Regions from separate parts of the Sus scrofa genome. Here region 2 is linked to region 1. The links are chromatin contacts, called in public Hi-C maps. All regions are on one chromosome and are shown on one strand. Each heading gives the region's core, a stretch centred on a gene start, on an enhancer-like site or on the middle of the called end of the contact. The rest is flanking DNA. Distances are from core to core; before and after follow the strand shown.

Evidence for each region. Hi-C and Micro-C count contacts between places; a contact is called where the count stands out from the background.
Region 2: a Hi-C map of omental adipose tissue shows a contact between it and region 1, with 1.8 times the contacts expected there. The contact joins two enhancer-like sites. A contact is called at or near these places in 6 of 47 Hi-C or Micro-C datasets (embryonic fibroblasts, heart right ventricle, mesenchymal stem cells and 2 more) and 1 of 2 datasets of contacts at active chromatin or transcription factors (skeletal muscle).

What each region holds. Positions count from the first base shown.
Region 1 is chr5:12,317,605-12,322,353 of Sscrofa11.1, forward strand. The region is part of intron 6 of SYN3 (synapsin-3); the gene reads left to right. Among named protein-coding and RNA genes, the nearest start is that of TIMP3, 77 kb to the left of the region's middle. Within about 2 kb of position 2,672, at least 10 of the 83 cell types and tissues checked have an H3K27ac peak or open chromatin away from gene starts, as enhancers often do. A contact at or near this core is called in omental adipose tissue, where this site is marked.
Region 2 is chr5:12,482,230-12,486,978 of Sscrofa11.1, forward strand. SYN3 (synapsin-3) reads left to right here. Exons shown (of 14, transcript XM_021091548.1): 10 at 896-998. Among named protein-coding and RNA genes, the nearest start is that of FBXO7, 41 kb to the right of the region's middle. Within about 2 kb of position 2,787, at least 24 of the 83 cell types and tissues checked have an H3K27ac peak or open chromatin away from gene starts, as enhancers often do. A contact at or near this core is called in omental adipose tissue, where this site is marked.

The sequences.
Region 1 (4,749 bases), core at 1,422-3,921:
AAGTTAGACAACACCTTATTATAAGAACAGTAACTTCCTTGTTCTGGGAGTTGCAGAATACCAGCTGTAGCATGGCACAGTGGGAAGGCCATTGGTTTTGAGGCGGCAAGACCCGGTTTGTGGTCTCCGGGCCTCAGTCTTCTCAGCTTTCCAGTGAGCACACTGGTAGTGATCACTGAGAATACCCATGCTGCTATCCATCATGCAATAAAACAAACACCATGTTGAGGCCCAGGGGACCTGGGTTCTAGCCTTGGTTCTCCTCCACATACACCCTGGGCAATGCAGGCTGGGGCAATGAGTCTTGGATGACAAAAAAGGCCTAACCTCAAATCCTGGCTCTTCTCACTTTGTGAGTAGTGCTTGGGTGAGTCACTTAGCATCTCTGAACCTCTACTTCCTCATCTGTAACCAGCACCAATACAGCGAACCTCATTGGCCTAGGGGGAGGATTATGAGAAGAGATACCTAAACTACAAAAAATAGCACTTAGTGGATGCTTGAAGATAAGGCTGGAGCCTGGTTTTCCCCAAGGTTTGTCACCAAACCAGAGGACAAATCCAGGCTGGATCCATGGCCGAACAATACGATAAAGGTAACATAGTAGAGTGATTGTGGTGTCCCATGTTCTGTTATCAGAATCTTACTCTATCCTCACAAAAAGTACATGGGGCAAGGACTGCTGTTTTCCTTAAATAATTGGAACCAGGACATAAACAGAAAAGGATAGACTCCAGAAGATGTGCTAAGTCATTCCTCTGTCCTTCAAAGCTTCTTGTAGGCTTCACCCCTCTCCTCTGAGTGCCTGCCTACCTGCTGGAGCTCAGACTGTATCCAACCTTCCATGGGCTCTAAGTGTCCAACCTGGATGGCTCTCTGATTTCCTTTGCCCTGCTTTCTCTCCATAGTGTTAGAAGAAATATTTCCCTCATTTATCAAATGTTTCTTGAAACCTACTGTGTGCTGGGCATTTGTGATACCATAGTGAACAGAATAGAAAAAGAAAAATCCCTGTCCTCATGGAGCTTATATTCTGAAGGGGCAGTAGGGGATAAAATAAACAGATAGACAAGGGAAATTTTTTTCATTTTTTAAATGATTTTTATTTTTTCCATTATAGTTGGTTTACAGTGTTCTGTCAATTTCTACTGTACAGCAAAGTGACCCAGTCACACATATATATACATTATTTTTCTCACATTATCCTCCATCAGATTCCATCATAAGTGACTAGATATACCCTGTGCTATACAGCAGGATCTCATTGCTTATCCACTCCAAATGCAACAGTTTGCATCTGTGAACCCTACACTCCCGGTCCATTCCACTCCCTCCCTCTCCCTGACAAGGGAAAATATTAAACATCAAGTCACAGTTTCACTGGGATTAGTTTATCAAGGATTAGTAAGATACTTAAAGTACTTTGGTTCTTACAATATTCATTATAATATTAAACACTAACTATGTACCAGACATTATGCTAGGAACTGAGATTAAAATGATGAATAACACGTATGCCTTGCCTTTGGTGAAGTCCTATTCTGGAAAGAGGAATAGGCATATTAAATGATTTTAACATATGGTGCTAAGAACTGTTTTGGAGAAATTTCTTCCAGTACCTCAAAAAGGAGATGAGGGAAGAGCTAGGAGCCTGAAAAAGGCTTCATAGAGAAGGCAACATCCAAGCTTGCAACCAGACAGAAATGTAGGGACTTCCTGGAAATAATAGGCAAAAATATGCACAGCATATTTGGAAAAACAGATTTCACATTCCCATGTAAGTGAAGAACTGGGTGAATGAAGGAGAGGGATGAAACTGGAGAGTATCACAGTAACTCTGGGTGTTATCAAGTAAGTGATGAAGATTAATAGGATATTTCTAAGTAAGAGCAAGACCCAACCATACATGTATTTTACTTATGCATCTTCCTCTTCACTAATCCTTTCTTCAGCTGTGTCTATACTGTTAGACCTATATTTTTGGTGCTTAATATGAGTAATTTCATCTTATTGCTCTGGAATTTCCAGTTGATTTTTTTTTGTCAGTTTTGTTTCTCTATAAAAATTTTCCATCTTTTCCTCTATTTTCTTTTTTTTTTCTTTTTCTTTCCTTCTTCTTTTTTTTTTTTTTTTTTTTTTTGCCATATCTGTGGCACACAAAAGTTTCTGGGCCAGGAACTGAACCAGCACCACAGCAGTGACAACACTAGATCCTTAACAACTAGGCCACCAGGAAACTCCTCTTCTATTTTCTATTTTCTTGAACATAGTAAGTATTTTCACAATCTGTGGTTGATGACACCACCATATGTTTCACCTGTGAATCTGTTTATATTTTCTACCTTTGCTTTTGTTTTTTTCAGTCCTTTGGTCTTGTCTCCCAGTGTGCTTACTTTGGGTCAGCTGTGCACCAGTGGCCATCTCTTGTTCAAAGAATAGCCTAGAGTTTTTTCCCCTGGCAGAGCATTGAGGGGAGGACAGAATTCTCCCAAAGGGCAGAGGAGGCATAGCAGACATCATCTGGAGAATCTCCGGAGAGATTCTGATAGTGAGGGCAGGATGGCAAGGAGGATTTCAGAAAGAGGATATGGAAGAATGTGGGTGACAGGGGTGTGACTCTCCAGCCTGGGCCCCCTCCATAGTAACTGCCTCCTAGCCAGACTGGGAGCAGTACGGCATCAATCACTTTCCACTCCGCCCTGCTCCAGCTGGGAAAGACATCCTGGCTGTGTAAACTAACCTTATGAGTCTAATTCCAAGAAGGCCAAGGAATTTGACAGGAAACAACACAAGCTAGTCTCCTTAGATCTTTGTCTGGGCTTGACGTGATTGGGTCTGAAATAGCTACAGAGAACCTCATTATTAAACGTTTTAAACCCACAAAAATACACACACTTTTGCATGCACAAACAGGAAGGTTTAAGACAAGGCCACCAAAAGGGTGAGGCCATACAGGCCCCCACACAGGAACTGAAACCAAAGCTTCGATTTCAAGTCAGATCCCTGGTTCTGGAGGATTGTTTGACAGGCCTTGTCACTCACATTCTGAAAATCTGTCTCCACAGCCAAGAATCCTTCATAGCTGTCCCCACTCTCCATCTTGACTGTTCTTATGTGTTTGAGGAGGCTCAGAGGTGGCTGTTTTCTAACGCAGAGTGAGCCATCTCTGCCAAGAGCTTGTCTTGCCAATCGCTTCCTTGGCCTCAGCCCTCAGCTTGCCCAAGTCTGACATCACTCTTCCCCCCCATCGACACCTCCAGAATAAAGAGCCGCCACTGAGACTATGACTTGCCAGACCTGGTCACACTCTGTCTCAGGTGTTTCTAGCCGACAGCTTTCAGAGTGGCGGAATCCTGCACAGCCATGCGTACAGCCCTCGTTGCTAAGGATGGCCTAGAGACCCCAGATCTCCTCTGCTGGGGGGATGATCATCTGGTTAGGGAGGAATGGATGATGTCGGGTCCTGGTCCCCCAAAGCCTGAGGGGTCCCAGCCCTCGTGCAGCTAGGAGCGTCAAGGATCCTCACAAAGAGTCTTTGCCTTTGCTGAGTCTGGAATGAGTCCCGCTTTGGTGCTGAGGTAGACAGCAGGTATCTAATCATGGGCTCAAGGATCTGATCTGGCTGAGTTCACCTACTGCTGCTGCTCTTAGCTCTATGTCCTTGGGCACATTGCTCCATTCTTTATCTCTTCTTTCATTATGTAATATGGAGACAGTTACATCCTAGGGTTCTGTCAGGATTAAATTAATTGATACATGTAAATTTCTTAGAACAGTCCTAGGATTGAAGAGTGGTCAGTGAGTAATAGCAGGAGAGGCAAATGAGAAGTTAGTAGTTAACGAATACGGAGCTTCAGTTTATGGAGATGAAAAGCTCTGAAACTAGATGGTGGTGATGTTTACATATCTTAATGCCACTGAACTGCACACCCAAAAATTTTTTTAGTGGTAAATCTCGTGTATATGTTACCATACTTTTTTTTAAAAAGTAACAGCTATTATTATTACCTCATGGGGTCACCCTCAGCTACTCATGGAGCTTTAGGGCAACTTGGCCACCTGGAAGTAGGAAAGGCCTTTTGCCCCAGCATGGAGTTTAGGTTCTATACTGTGCTCTCCAGCACTTTCTCCCACTGAAGAGAATTAAACTCTTAAGTCCTGCATGACTTCTGCCAAGGAACCTCGTTACCTGGGGAGTTCTCCGAATGATAGACAGACACACAGACATATCAAAGAGTTGGACACATGGAAACATGCCCCAGGAGACAGACAGGAAAGGCCACCGAAGGGATGATCTAGGAGAGAACCTTGGTCTCCGGAGATGGGTGCTTCAACTGCTCCAGGTGAGACCTTGAGTAAAACTGGATAGAGTCGGGGAGGAGTTGCCAACCACACTCTCATTATATGGTCCAGGTCTTGGCTCAGGCTTCACCCGTCTTGCAGCCTGTCTCTCCTCTAATCCTCTCCAAAACCTCACAAGCCTTCCCAGGCTCTCAGGCTTGGATAAGAGCCACCTCCTGCAGAGGGCTCCCCATGCAACTCCAGCCCTCCCCAGGCTCTGCACTGAGCATCACAGCCTCAGTCTATTACTCAGTTCTAGCTCAGTTGTTGTTCACCAATTCTTTTGTGTGTGTCAGTTGTATCTCCTCTTTAAAGATGGGAGCTCTGGCTGCACTCCTCACCTCACACACTGCCCCTAATTGTGCAGACCACACTTCCACTTTCTTAAACGATGGCAAATTGATGAAT
Region 2 (4,749 bases), core at 1,537-4,036, 160 kb after region 1:
GCCCTGTGTGACCCTGCAGAGTGGGGAGAGAAGCAAGAACATTGACACAAAGTCCCCTGTGAGTCCAAATCCAGCCACCACAAGGGAAGCCAAGTGCCAGGCCGGGAAAACTTCTCCAGATACAACCATCCCCTTGTTGTAGGGTCAAAGTCCAGCGCTGAGATCTTTCTCTGCAAAGCAAACGGGCCTTGCAGCCATCGAGTGGCTGGAAAGGGAACAAAAGCAGTGGGTCCAGAGGGCCAGGCCCCCAGACCAGGGAGGCGCAGCCTGCCAGGCTCCCCTGCCTCCATCCCCACAGGGAGAGAATGAGCCCTTTGTCCCCATAGGCTGGGGCTGGGAGGGTGGCCCCGGAGAGATTCCTAGGTCCCTTCACGCAGGATTCCCAAGGGAAAAGGGTTTCAGGGAAGCTGGGTATCCAAGACAGCTCCAGATGGGAGTAGGGCAAGCTCCCTATTACTGGGGAGCCAGCAAAGTGCTAGAGGGGTAGGCTCAGTTCACAGAGATCTCTCCCAACTCTTGTTCCTTCTCCCCCTCATCCTTCCTCTACCCTGCCTTCCTAGCTCCCTTTCTAGTCTCTCTCCCTCTCTGTCTCTCTCTCTCTCACTGTCCATCTGTGTTTCTGCTTCCCTTTTTACCCATTCTGTCTTTCCTACTGCCTGTGTCTCTGTCTTTCTGCCTTTCTGTTTCTCTTGCTGCTTCTCTGTCTCTTATGTCTTGTCTCTCTCCATCTCTGAATGGGCGTATGTGTGTCGCTACCTGTCTCATGGCCTGTTCTTCTGTGTGCATCTCTCTGTGTCTCTCCCAACCTCTGTCTGCCTCTCTTCCTCTCCTCCCTGTCCCTGCTCCCCATTCCTGCTCCCCATTCCACATGCTCACTGTCTGTCCCTCCCTGCAGGTACAGGCTGTGGGTGGACAGCTGCTCAGAGATGTTTGGGGGCCTGGACATCTGTGCTGTCAAGGCTGTCCACAGCAAGGATGGCAGAGATTACATCATTGAGGTGAGAGGTGAAGGAGGAGCTCCTCCTGGCCTGGCTGGACTCCCAGGGAGGCACGTCAGTGGGAAGGAGTCCAAGTGTGGCCTTCAGCGTGGTCAGCTGTGTCTTAGCCCATGGCTGGGGCACATGGTGCCAAGGCCTCAGCAAGTGACTCCCAGAGGCTTCTCACCCACCACCTTCAATTACCACCCCCCAGTCCCCACCCTTGGCCACATCTAAAGCCTTTGCGCCCAGGGACTCTGAGCTGAGCCTCCAGAGCTCTAGGCAGGAGGTTTGGCAGTTTTCTGCAACCTGTGGCCCCAACAGTAGGAGAAGAGCAGTAGCTAAGAATTGGCAAGATTCTGTCTCCTTGGGCCTCTTCTATTTTCTCAGTGTCCAAGTGTGTAAAGAGGGCACACTTCCCTGGTCACCATGCAGAGATTCCATCATCTGTTCATTCAACAAACATGTACTCAGGAGTTCCCTTAGGCTTGGTGTGGGAGAGCTCAGGAGACAGAGCCAGTAAGCAAGACAGACATGGGGTGGACAGGCCGGCAGGAAAGAATAGTAAACAAGTAAGGGCGCTGAAGGTTAGGAACGGAGCGTGATAGAAGGAAAATTAATTGTAAGAGAGAGGCTCAAAGGGGCTCGGAGTCCCAGACTCTCCCCCTCAACTTCCTGCAGCCCATGCATCCCACAGGCCCACAGTTCCTGATGTCCTCCAGAGCTGTTGCCTACAGGTCTCTGTAGTCTTTTCATCACCCTCCCCACACCCCCACAACTTCCTCTCCACCTTCTCCCAATCCCACAATGCCCCTCTCCCTCCAGAGGCCCCAGCCTCCTCCAGTCCCACAATCCCCATCTCCCCTCCATGCTGCCCATGTCTCTCCTGGCTCCACAGTCCCCATCTCCCTGCATAGCTCCCCCTATGTCTCTTCCAATCCCACAATCCCCCTCCCTCCATGACTCCCCCCATGCCTCCCCCAATCCCACAATCCCCCTCCCCTCCATGACTCCCCCCATGCCTCCCCAAATCCCACAATCCCCCCTCCCCTCCATGACTCCCCCCATGCCTCCCCCAAATCCCACAATCCCCCCTCCCCTCCATGACTCCCCCCATGCCTCCCCCAAATCCCACAATCCCCCCTCCCCTCCATGACTCCCCCATGCCTCCCCCAAATCCCACAATCCCCCTCCCTCCATGACTCCCCCATGCCTCCCCCAAATCCCACAATCCCCCCTCCCTCCATGACTCCCCCCATGCCTCCCCCCAATCCCACAATCCCCCCTCCCTCCATGACTCCCCCCCATGCCTCCCCCCAATCCCACAATCCCCCTCCCTCCATTACTCCCCCCATGCCTCCCCCCAATCCCACAATCCCCCCTCCCTCCATGACTCCCCCCAATGCCTCCCCCCAATCCCACAATCCCCCCTCCCTCCATGACTCCCCCCATGCCTCCCCCCAATCCCACAATCCCTCTCTCCCCTCCGTGGATCCTCCCTTGCCTCCCCCAATGCCACAGTCCCCCTCTTTCCTCCATGGCTCCCCATGTCCTTCCTCACTTCACAGTCTCCATGTCCCATCCTAACTCCCTTTCCCTGCCCCCTGTCCCCTGCCCCCACCACCCCAGCCCAAGGCTCTCCATTGCTTCCTCTGAAAATGCCCTCTGGCTCAGAGTTCTCCCTTCCCTCCCTAGCCTCGCCACTCCACACTCACACCCCCCAGAGCTCCTTACGGCACTTCCCTTCCATGGCCTTCTCCTCAAACCACAGCAGAGAGGCAGTGCTGACACAAGGCCAAGACACGTGAGGGAGAGCCCTGCGGCTGCCCCCCTCCCTGGGGTGTGGGCGGCTAATGGGAAGCACATGGCCGGGGTGACCGCAGGAGCCAGCCAGTCCTCCATCCCCGCGTGTCTGCTCCACACCCAGGACCCACAGCGCGGCAGGGCCAGGTGACTCCATGGATGGGAGCCCTGCTGTTCGCCCCCAGCCATGCCAGGCGGGCCTTCATACTCCAGCCTAGGGAGGAGCCAGCTTGGAAGTGAAGGGGAGGGAGTCTAGGGTGGACACCATTCCTCTGCCCACACTCACCCACCCCAGAAAGACCAGGTAGCTTCCAAGGATGAGTTGCATCTATACTTGCAGGTTCAGTCCTGCTCTAGAAAATAGCTCTCCCCTCAAGTCCCCTCACCAACCCCTCCTCAGAGGACATTGAAGGAGCTGAACTGCTGGCCTGTGTACTTGCTTCTAAGCAAGCGCCAGGCTGCTCCCTGGAGGAAGAAGGCTCCCACCTTCCTGAGGATGCCTGGGAGCTGCAGGCCAATACTGGGGGTATTGCCTCTCCTGAGACCCTTCCTGGCCCGCCTGCCTCTGCATCTCTGCACAGAGACCACCAGACATGAACACAGCTTTGGCACACATGCAGTCATGGATTCATTCATCCATTCATTCATCCGCTATTGAGCCCCTGCTCTGGACACCAGACCCCAAGCCAGGTGACGGGGATACAGCAGTGAACACAATAGTAGAGACACTGTCCCTTAGAGCTTCCACCTGGGAGGCGAGAGGCAATCAGCAGATGAAGGACCCCTGCACTCCCTTCCCCTCCCTCCTGGGAGTGCAGCCCCTTCTGTCTTGCTTCAGCATTATCTCTGCCCTCAAGAGCTCCTGCATCTCTGAGTTTCCTCAAAATTCCCTCTCAGGAAACAAAAATTTGTACCCGAGGGGCCAAGGCTCCCTACCTCCAGACATTCAGAGGGTCAGGAATGAAAGACCTTTCACATTAAAATAAAAGAAAAAAAAAGTGGGTTTGGACTTTAAAAAACAAGAAAACATCTTCCAAAAATGTTACAGGAGGGAGGGGAAAATGACTTTTTAGATTTTCTTTTTTTCTTTCAGAAACATTGCAGAGTTGTTTCCCTGGCTTTTCAGTTTAGAGTGGGGTCAAGGGAGATGGGGAGCTTTTTACCAAGAAGATAAAAGATATTTTTTCCCCAGTTGGGGAAAAAAAAAGACAGAAGAGATCCAAAAATACTGATTTCTTCAGCCGCCTCTGTGGTGAGGACATAAAATTTGTGGGACATGTTTTGTGAAGGTCCTCACAGTGAAATACTCGGGGGAAAGACCCTTGAACTTGTCCTCCATGACCTGTCCAAGCAATGACATTGCTCACTGGAAAAAAATGTTTCCCTGGGGAGACCAGAATGTCCACTTCCTTTGGCTATGTCCACCGTGGGGACTCCAAAATGCTCTGACCTCAGGTTCCTTGTGGCGGCTGTTTTCCACTGCAGGAAATATAGGAAACAGAAACCGGAACAGAAAGGGGTGGGCAGGTTCAGGGGAGAAAGGATAGGCCTGCGCACACTTAGACTCCACGGTTATAACTCAGCTCAGCCCACACTGCCTGAGAGACTGTCCGTGTGCCGGGCACTGGGATCCAGGATGCCAAGGACCCAGGCCCAACTCATAAGGAGCTCAGTCTGAAGACACTTTGCAGGACTGTCCGTAAGAGCATCTGCATTCACATCCTTGAGTTTGCTCTTCAGCTTCCCAACCATAGTAGGTGCTTTAGACTCACAGGCTCCTGAAAATCCCAGCTGGAAGGGTTTTTGCAGCTGCCCAAACCCCTCAGTTTACAGTTGAGGAAAACAACAGGCACATAGAGGAAAAGTGACCTGCCAAGATCACACAGCAAGTCTACAGTAGAACCAAAGCCTGGAATCCAGGTCTCCTATTTCCACAGCAAAGAGAGCTGCTCAGTGATGGGTGAGACTT